3 separate regions of the Mus musculus genome follow, and regions 1 and 2 are each linked to region 3. A link is a contact called in public Hi-C and HiChIP or PLAC-seq data. All regions are on one chromosome and are shown on one strand. The core of a region is the stretch at or near the end of the contact, and the rest is flanking DNA. Distances in the headings are between cores, read along the strand shown.

What was found. A called contact is a pair of places that touch in the nucleus more often than the background predicts. HiChIP or PLAC-seq counts read pairs in DNA pulled down with a chosen protein or histone mark.
Region 1: a contact with region 3 is called in a FOXA1 HiChIP or PLAC-seq map of pancreatic cancer cells. The contact joins two enhancer-like sites. A contact is called at or near these places in 4 of 484 Hi-C or Micro-C datasets (Th1 cells, adipose-derived mesenchymal stem cells, bone marrow-derived macrophages and 1 more) and 4 of 115 datasets of contacts at active chromatin or transcription factors (CD8 T cells, bone marrow-derived macrophages, embryonic fibroblasts and 1 more).
Region 2: a contact with region 3 is called in a Hi-C map of bone marrow-derived macrophages, with 4 times the contacts expected there. The contact joins two enhancer-like sites. A contact is called at or near these places in 2 of 39 promoter capture datasets (HPC-7-derived erythroid cells and liver), 1 of 15 datasets of contacts at CTCF or cohesin (CD8 T cells), 10 of 484 Hi-C or Micro-C datasets (the C2C12 cell line, adipose-derived mesenchymal stem cells, bone marrow-derived dendritic cells and 4 more), 11 of 115 datasets of contacts at active chromatin or transcription factors (the 230-238 cell line, CD8 T cells, SST interneurons and 6 more) and 1 of 9 other capture datasets (adipose tissue).

Annotation. Positions count from the first base shown.
Region 1 is chr13:6,253,725-6,256,736 of GRCm38.p6, forward strand. No RefSeq gene overlaps it. Among named protein-coding and RNA genes, the nearest start is that of Gm35615, 34 kb to the right of the region's middle. Within about 2 kb of position 1,762, at least 31 of the 459 cell types and tissues checked have an H3K27ac peak or open chromatin away from gene starts, as enhancers often do. A contact at or near this core is called in pancreatic cancer cells, where this site is marked.
Region 2 is chr13:5,868,950-5,872,160 of GRCm38.p6, forward strand. Klf6 (Kruppel-like factor 6) reads left to right here. Exons shown (of 4, transcript NM_011803.2): 4 at 1-1,444. Among named protein-coding and RNA genes, the nearest start is that of Klf6, 9.1 kb to the left of the region's middle. Within about 2 kb of position 1,857, at least 199 of the 459 cell types and tissues checked have an H3K27ac peak or open chromatin away from gene starts, as enhancers often do. A contact at or near this core is called in the C2C12 cell line, bone marrow-derived macrophages and pancreatic cancer cells, where this site is marked.
Region 3 is chr13:6,107,858-6,110,989 of GRCm38.p6, forward strand. No RefSeq gene overlaps it. Among named protein-coding and RNA genes, the nearest start is that of Gm35615, 180 kb to the right of the region's middle. Within about 2 kb of position 1,629, at least 46 of the 459 cell types and tissues checked have an H3K27ac peak or open chromatin away from gene starts, as enhancers often do. A contact at or near this core is called in the C2C12 cell line, bone marrow-derived macrophages and pancreatic cancer cells, where this site is marked.

The sequences.
Region 1 (3,012 bases), core at 512-3,011, 150 kb after region 3:
TTTACACCAATATGCCTTTTGATACGTTAATTGGGGGATACTCATGTGTAGGAGGTTTAGGAATAACACTTCTCTGTAAGGAGAGTGAAGGAACTAGAAATCTATAAGAAGCATTTCATCTTGGGCTAGGGACTTGGCTCAGACTCGAAAAGCTCTTACTGTGTAAGCCTTGTGGCCTGAATTCAATCTCTGGAACCCATAGAAAAAATGGAAGCACAGAATCAACTTCACAAAGATGTCCTTTAACCTTCAAATACACACCAGGGCATGGGCACTACATACTAACACTGTACACACAATGTTAATAAGAAGCAATTCATCTCATCTCCTTAATAACTTGCAAAAGAGATATTGACCACATTGTCTTGTTAATGAGGGAGAAAGTGGAGAGAAAGCAGATTCAAGCTATTGACAATAAGGAGTAGACCTAGATTCCCATCCAGAGAAGAAGGTAACTGAGGTAGAGAGTTTGATGTACAGGAAGGCATGAGAAAGAGATTGATGTTGAGGCTAATAGGCAGAGGAAACAAAATTGCTGTGGTGTCCATGAGACAGGTGAGCTGTCCAGTGCAAATGGCAGACTCCAAGCTAGATGAAATAAGTAGGATTACAACTTCATTTTTTAGAGCCTGTGAAACTTCTAGAAGGTCACCAAACCCAAGAAAAGTGTTGCTTTCCTTCTCTTCATGATTTGAATGCAAACTGCCTCCAATGGGTGCATGTGATTGGTCCTCAGTGGGTGATGCTCCTTGACAGACTGTGGATCCTCTGGGTGCTGTTCCTATCTGGTAAGCACAAGACATTAAAGGTGATACTTTGATTCTTGCTTCACCATGTTTGAAGTACTCTGCTCTCCATTCCCACATCCATTGAACTAGTTTTCCATGCCTTCCTGCCAATGATGAACTTCCTCTCTGAAACCATGAGCCAAAATAAATCTTTTTGACCCTTAAGTTGCTTTTGTATAGTTTTGTAGTCAGAGGAATGAGAAAAATAACCAATGTATTTATTTGTAGAAATTGGATAAAGTTAGGAGCCTGAGTTTGTATTTAGACTGAGGTACAATGACACGTGTAATGTTCTAAGTATAATGTGACTCCCTAACACATTCCTGTCTTCTCAGTGAGCTCTCAGCAGGCCTGTCACACAGAGTCCACAATCAGCAACAAGCAGGATGCACTCCATCAGTGAGACTGTGGAGGTATTTACAAATCTGACAGCCAAAGAACAAACACCAAGAGGTCATAGACATTCCTCAAGATGGATCTTCCAGCTCTTTTAGTTCAGGCCTACGAGTTCTCAGGATTTGAGGATACAAGAGGCATGATGTCTGCTTTCCCCCAAGGGGTTGATTTTTCTATAAAGAGAAAACTATGAGGTTAGCACGCAATGTGTCGGCTTACTCATCTGCCAAGGGAGGCAAATTCTAGTGGGAGTTTTGCCCATAGGATTTCAATACACAATTTATGGGTAATGTCTTGTGAAAATAAATGAGTTACAGTTTATACACACATACACACACTACACACACAAACAAAAACCCCAATAACAACAACAACATAATGGTTTTAACAGGCCTCTTATCACCTGAAATGGTTCAAATTATCTATAGACAGAAGTATAAGGAGAGGTGAAATTGACATCTGATGACTGCGAATAAAACAACCATTTGTATGGTTCCTTTTAGATCTGTATGAGTTCATCCATCTGGCAATTCTGCCTTGGGAATGAGCCAGCTGGGTGAAAGGAAGAGGACTTAACTTCCTTGTCCTGCACCTCGGGATATCCCCACAATGTGACCTTGATCCTTTTCTCTACATGACTCAGCCATATGGGTTGAAATGCACTGCGTATAATTGTCTTTCCAGACCTTTCCCTTGCAGAGGCTCATACAAAGTCTTCAAGAAGGTTTGTCTTCAAACAGCGTTCAAGCACAGAGACACATCGCTACTACTATTGGCTACCCATGGTATTTCATCTAGCCATGGGAGCATTGAGAATAGTAGAAAGTAAGACCACAGGGATTTGACATTACTTTTTAATATAGAGTGTAGGATCCATCCCCTGATGGGAAATCTGAATACTCATCCAGTGACATCATCTGAGGAGTTGATTATATGTCACTTGAGAAATATCTCATGTCCTACCTATTTCCCAATATGTATAATTCCTCTAGTAGAATTACTCCTCTGCCTTGGACTACCTCCATAGCACTTAGGTTAAAGTCAATATAACCACACTACCATTGAGTCATGTCCTGCTTTCTATCCAACAAGATAAGAATAAGACTCCTGAAAGGCAGGAAATGAGGTAAGCAAGTATGTGTTAACCTTCACATTAGTTAACTGTTCTCATCATGACCAATATATGTCAGAAACAACTTTTCATAAAAATCTGTATGTGTGTGGTGCATGCACATTTGGAGAAAAGAGGTTGACATTGGTTATCTTTCTCTATCACTCATTACCTTATTTGAGGGAGTGGTAACAAAGTCTCTCACTGACCCTTGATCTGGATGTTTGGCTAAGCTTACTGAACAGTGAACTCCTGGAGTCCACTTGTCTCTGACTCCTAATTAGGTTGGAAATATGTGCTGCTATGCCTGGCCTTTCCATGGGTGATAGAGATCTAAATTCCAAGTCCTTATGTTTATATAGCAACCAAGCACTTTACCCACTGAGTCATCACTCCAGCCTGACATAAACAACCTAAAGTAAGGGTTTATTTTTGCTCAGGATTTCAGAGGACTCAAGCACTTCATAACAATGTGGCATGTGGCAAACGCTTTTTTACATGAGGGCTGTCACAGTTTTAATTGCCTAGTAGACATAATTTAGAATCACTTGAGAAGAGAGGTTCAATTAGAAATCTTCTAAATCTGTTTTCCTGTGGGCATGTCTATGAGGGTCTTAATTATTAATTAATATAGAAAGACCTAGTCTACAGTGGGTGGCACCATGCTATAGCCAGGAGGTTCTGTCTGTGTAAGTGTAGCAAGGGTGCTGAGCATGA
Region 2 (3,211 bases), core at 607-3,106, 240 kb before region 3:
GCTGTATTTATTATGTAACATTGTCACACATATTAAAGATACAGAAGTATTAAACAAACAAGAAAAACCAATGTCAATATCTTGCTCAAAAGGCACAAGTTTTGAGTACCTGTCTAGCTATCTGTTGGTAATACTGAAAGTATACTGCTTTTTGTTTTGTTTTTGTTTTTTTTGAAAAAGTGGATGAAATTTTTTGTGTATGTATATTTGTGTGTATAGTATGTGTATGTATGTGTGTATATATATATTATATATAGATAATATATAAATATTTTTTTAAGAAGAAACTAGAATGTTTAGCTAGAAAATTCTACAGCCTGTGAAGAAGTATTTCAAAATGGCCATAAAGGAGGTTAAAAGAAATTGAAAACTATAACCTAACTTTTATAGAGGCTTTATCTTTAATTTAATAGTTTGCTGGAGACATTGTTGGCGTTGAGTCTTTTCCAGGCTGCTGATTCTGCTAGTCACGATTGGCAAGCCTGGAATAGGGGACCTTCGGCCATTTAGAAGGGGCATGAACAAAATACTGGCCAACCAGCTGGACTCAGACACACAAAGGTTTTAATTTTCCTTTCAGCCTTACTAGAAGATCTAACCTAAGAGTAAGCTGACCACAGGGATTGTTTTTTAGAATACTTTTTATGCAGATGAAACTATTTTTTCCAGCATGTAGATTCTTCCAGCTTTTTCAAGGAGTACTTTCCCGGAATTTGGCATACCACAGCGTAGACAGCTGATATTTCTGATATTTCATCCAGCTGCTTGGCTTTTTGGGTGTGGATCTTTACATATATGAGAATGAGTCTGGCTGGGCTGGTATTTCGTTTGATCTTCCTGGAAACGAGCAATGATTAAAGCTCCCTTAACTGCTTTTTGTTTTGTTTTGTTTTATTGTATCTGGCCTGATGAATACATTTCTCTACAGAACTGATTTCATTTTGCTCAAGGGGAAAATGCACTTTTGTTTGGCAATTCAAAATCCTAGCACTTGATTTGCTGGATTTTGGAAAACTCCTTTTTTGGCCCTGCTGTGTGCTTATCCATAGCAATTCCATTAAGTAAGAAGGTAAACAGAAGAGAGAGGAAACTTGTGCTGGCGCGTCTCACTTATGAAACACAGCGACGTTGCTGGACTGGCTGGGGCTGGGTGCCGTCCGTGTCGATGCTGTAACTTTAATACTAAGCAGTCCATTCTGGTCAGGTGACAACTGAGCCTCAATCAAGCAGGAACTTTTGCTTGAAATTAAAAAAAAAAATTTCTATTAGTGAAATTTCTTTATTTCTTTTTTTTTGAAGCACCCTGTTATCTAAAGAATCTTTGTAAGATTTTTGTAAAATTTTGTTTTACAAGATTTTATTTGAAATTGTTTTTTGCGAGATTGTTATATTTCTGTATGAATGTATTTTTTATTCGAATAACATAAAAAGAATTCTTATCAGCATCTGGAGCCTGATTGTTTTTCTGGGGTGCAGTGGGGGAAGGGGGTTGTTAACAAATTCCTGCTGTGTTACTCAGCCTGGCTTCCTCCCCGGGAAATCACCATTGTGTAATTCTGAGGGCCTTTTGCCTAGCTCAGTCCCTGCCTTCCCTGTCTTCCTACTTACCACAGCTGTCTCTGGAGGGAGGCTTTTGACATTGCCCCCCCCCCCCCCCCACACACACACACACTCCCCTCAAATGGACTGAATGTCTTCCAAAGCCTGAAAGAAACAGCCTTGGTTGGGAGGGGGGCACAATAGGAAGCCACTTGTTGCACTTTTTTTCTTCCTGTCACTCAAGCCCAGGAGATGATTACAGTGCAGAGAGGCCCCAGTACCGTGGCTTCTGAAATCCAGCAGATTTTGTTCTCTTAGCTGGTAGAGCTGGGCCAGTCTTTCTGGATGGAGCTGGCGTCACACCTGGATGAGTCCCATCTGGGAAGGTTAGAAGCCACCAGCAATCAGATGATAAAGGGAAGTCAGGCCAGAAAGCCGTCCCAATGGACTCTGCATCCACTGATTCCTATGCCCAGATCCCCCCCCCCCCCCCCCCCCCCCGTTAGTTCCGGAAAGCAGGGCAGAAAGTCAAGATTGCTTCTCCTCACGAGGTTTCGTGACTTAGGAAAAAAATGCATCGCATATAGCTCGATTTAAGAAAAAATCCGCAGCTTGTCTCAGAGCAGTGCCTTCAGTCGCTTGAGACACTCGCAGCCAGTTTTACTGTGCGGATCAATGTGAGAGAGATGCATCTTGGAATCTGTTTTCAGATTCCATAAGCCAGTCAGTAGTCACAGGGTAAAATAGGTGAGTTTCCGTGGGGCTTCTTCAATGCATTTTCCTTTGATCCCCCAAAAGGGTGGTCTTCATTTTAGGTGTGGTATAGTCATTTACTTCAGAGTAGGTCTTCTTTTTGCTAAATGTGCAGAGTTTATGAAATTTTTCTTCTTTTATATATTTTATAATTAGGGAGGAAACTTTAAAGATTAGCAGCTTTTTTTTTTTTTAATATCAGAAACTTGGATGTGTGGTAGGCTAGGTCATACAGAGTTGGTGACATTTTTTGCAGAATTCATGGGTGTGTGGCATTCCGAAGCACATGTCAGGATGACTAACAGTTGGATGACTTTGACTGTACAGTCTAAATAAAGTCTCGATAATGCATTCTCTCGGCTACTATTAAGACCGGACCGTGTTGTCATGCAAAGTCTGCTGAACAGCTAAGTTATGCTCAAATAAGGCTGTTAGGAGAACCGCAGTGCAAGGAATCAGCCACAGACTTGGGATATTTATAGACGTATAAAGCATTTTCAGTCTGCTTAACAAATTTTTTGAAACCTAGCTAAAAGGAAGGGAACACTTTTGCTCTAACAAGCTGTGTACTTTGGGGACAATTCGCTCAGCAACAATAGGCTCCCATTTACTCCTTGCTAAAATAGTCCGGGCTAGGTCACATGAATCTAGATTTTCTATAGCACTGCCATTCTGCGGTCTGTGAGTGTAGGGTGGACTTCAAATTACACGTTCACCATCCTCAGAGTTCTTGGCCCAGACCTAGGAAAGTTTTTCTTCTGCTACAGGAGAAAGTATTGTTGGAGAAAATTGCTCTGAAAATGGAAAACAGAATGTTCTCAAACTGCCCATTACTTCTTTAATTAAAGTTAAGTTGCTCGGGCATTTGATGCTTGACAACATATAATTTTATTTAAATTAAAAAAAAAAAAAAACCAGC
Region 3 (3,132 bases), core at 379-2,878:
AAATTACTTCGGATCAGTAATACCACAGAATCCTTTACTGATCAGTAAACTTTCTAAGTAGTTATCCTGGTTTGTCCCACTGTGTCTTAGGGTGAGATACTTAGAGCCTCTTCCCATGTCCCCTCACTCTCACACCCAAGATAGAAACCATACAACAACTTAAATATCGCACAATTCCATAAGTAAAATGTGTACATAAATATAAACAAAGAAATGTTATTAGAAAGTTACTTCCAAGTACATGAGAAAGGAAGGAACCATAAGGACTATGCAAAAAAATATTTCCAGTGGACAAACAGCCAAAGGGTTACTCACAAAGTTTGAACAGCCAGTGCAAAATTCCTTAGTTGTGCAAAAAAACCAAATACACAAAACATTCTAAAACACTCAGGTGTAACTTTTTTTGCTTAACAAATTTGAAGCTCTTATTTTCTTTCAAGTTCTTTCCTTCCCTTCCTTCTTTTAGTAAATCCCTCTTTTCTTCTCAAATTTCACAGAGGTGAGCATTGTCATTCACTCTTACATTTCTCCAAGGTGGTACAGAATTCTCCAAAGGTATTCTCAATGAGTAATTATTTACATAAAATTATTCATGGTCTTTGTCTAGTTGTTAAATTTGTAGTAGTATATCCTAATAAATAATATAACTTGCCTGTTGAGACTTATGTGCAACAAGATTTATTCTAGTTACATAGAACTGTTGACATAGGAAATGCTTACCACTCTGAAAATGACTAAATGATTTTACTCTATTAGATAAGATATTATGTAGCCATCAACAGAATTTTTAAGATATTTCTAATTACATACAAATGTAAGCTACAACATTCAGGACATCACATCCAGTAGGCAACCTCCTTACTGGTGAAATGCACTAGATAAATGTACTTGTAGTTTTGAATGGAGATTTCCTCTGAACATTCCAACATAAAAACAAAAGATTTAGATACATACCCACCCTCAAGATGAGTAGTTGTTGTTGGTAAGTGCAACTAACACATGCAATGGTTTTTGCTTCCATTTTTGCCCATATTTTCCAACATTTCTCTAATAACCATTCATCATTTGCCAAAACAGTCAGTACACAATAGAGAGAGATTTGTGTGATGAAAGTAGTCTGGCTTGTCCTTGTTCTTCTTTTCCATCTTCTCTAAAGGGATCCTGGTCTCTCTTCCTGGGTTTCTCATCTGCAGAGTATTTCAAGCCAGAGAGGACTGACTGGAGGCACGTACTCTGGATAGAGCTCAGAAGGGATGCTGAGAGCCTGACCTTTAAGAAGAACGAAGTCCACTCAGGCGAGCGATCCTTTGTGATGTGTCTGTGAAGCCCAAGAAAACAAAGAACCCTATGTGGTTTGTTCATCTGAGTCATAGCACAGACTGCTAAGGCCTCAAGATCATTTTTTAAACTCTTCAACTGGATGAAACTTCCCGATGAAGTAAGGAACCACACCCACACACATGGTTATCTGGTAAATTGTGTCCCTTCAATGTTCTTATCCGGAAATCTTTAGCTCCATTACCTCAGAATGTGGCTGTATTTGGAGTAAGCATTGTAAAGGGGGTTAGTGTAATATAAAGTCATAAAGCATGAATCCATCCGCTGCTGTACTGATAAGAAGATGAGGTCAGGACACAGGGAAAACCATAGGAGGATGTGGAGAACCTCAGAAGGTGGCTGTCTACACCCACTTCCCACTTGATGACTTGGGACTTCCCATTTTCAGAACTGTGAGATCATAGATTTCTGATGTTTAAGCCAATTATGGTGCTTTGGTATAGAATTCCAGGAAATAGCTCATGCTTCCAAAGCCTTTCCCTGACCTATATTGCTAACAGCATTTCCCTAGGTGATTACAGTTCATCTGTTTATTCCATGGTCACTAGTACCAGCAAGACAATGATTATGTTGACACAAGTCTTCTCAAGTTAAGCCATAAAGGCCTCAGAGTCCACTGATGTCATGCTCCAGGGACATGCCCGGTACCCCGTGATATGGAAGCAGAATGTGACATTATCCACATGGTTCAAGTTCTGTAGATGTGTAGATAGGAAGAGTTCTCAGATTGTGAGACTGATAGTAAAATTCCAAATGGCTAATGTGGCCAAGCCACAAACATACAGTGAGGTTGTAGTTTCTGAAAAATCACCCACTGAAATCAAGCTATAAAGGCAAACCCTAAGTTGTCACAGAAACCTCAAGATAGTATAGATCATGGAAAGTACTTGTTGGGGGAAAACAGTGGGCATCCAGTCAAGACAGCTGATAAGAGAGTGTATATATTTTACAGGTGGCAGCTTCAGAGAGAGAAGGTTAACCAAGAACATTGAATGTCAAAGAATACATGCCAGTGCCTCAGGGACTACATGGGAAGCTCCAGGGCTTACTGTTTGATGTGCTGCTGTTTTGGTTCTGGGATAATCTTCTCTTGCCATCCTGGACCATTTTTTTCCTTTGAATTGAAAAAGTTTACTCTGCTCTAAGTACATATTGCAAGTATTTAATTTCTTTTTTTTAATTACATATTTTCCTCAATTACATTTCCAATGCTATCCCAAAAGTCCCCCATACCCTCCCCCCCCAATTCCCTACCCACTTATTCCCATTTTTTTTTGGCCCTGGCGTTCCCCTGTACTGGGGCATATACAGTTTGCAAGTCCAATGGGCCTCTCTTTTCATTGATGGCCAACTAGGCCATCTTTTGATACATATGCAGCTAGAGTCAAGAGCTCCGTGGTACTGGTTAGTTCATAATGTTGTTCCACCTATAGGGTTGCAGATCCCTTTAGCTCCTTGGGTACTTTCTCTAGCTCCTCCATTGGGAGCCCTGTGATCCATCCAATAGCTGACTGTGAGCATCCACTTCTGTGTTTGCTAGGCCCCGGCATAGTCTTTTGTTCTACTTTGCATGGAATCAGAGTTAGATATTTACCAATAGTCAAAGGAGCCTTTGGACTTTATGGAAATGTTGAAGCTATTCAAACTTCAGAGACTCCTAAAGTTTAACTGCAGCAATTTTCAGTGTGAGACAGCCATGAGCCTTTGGAGACCAAAGGAAGGGCGCTAGAGTTTGGATGCGAATGAGCTCTCACAGGCCCGTGGTTAGGCATTGTTCACACCTTGTGATGCTTC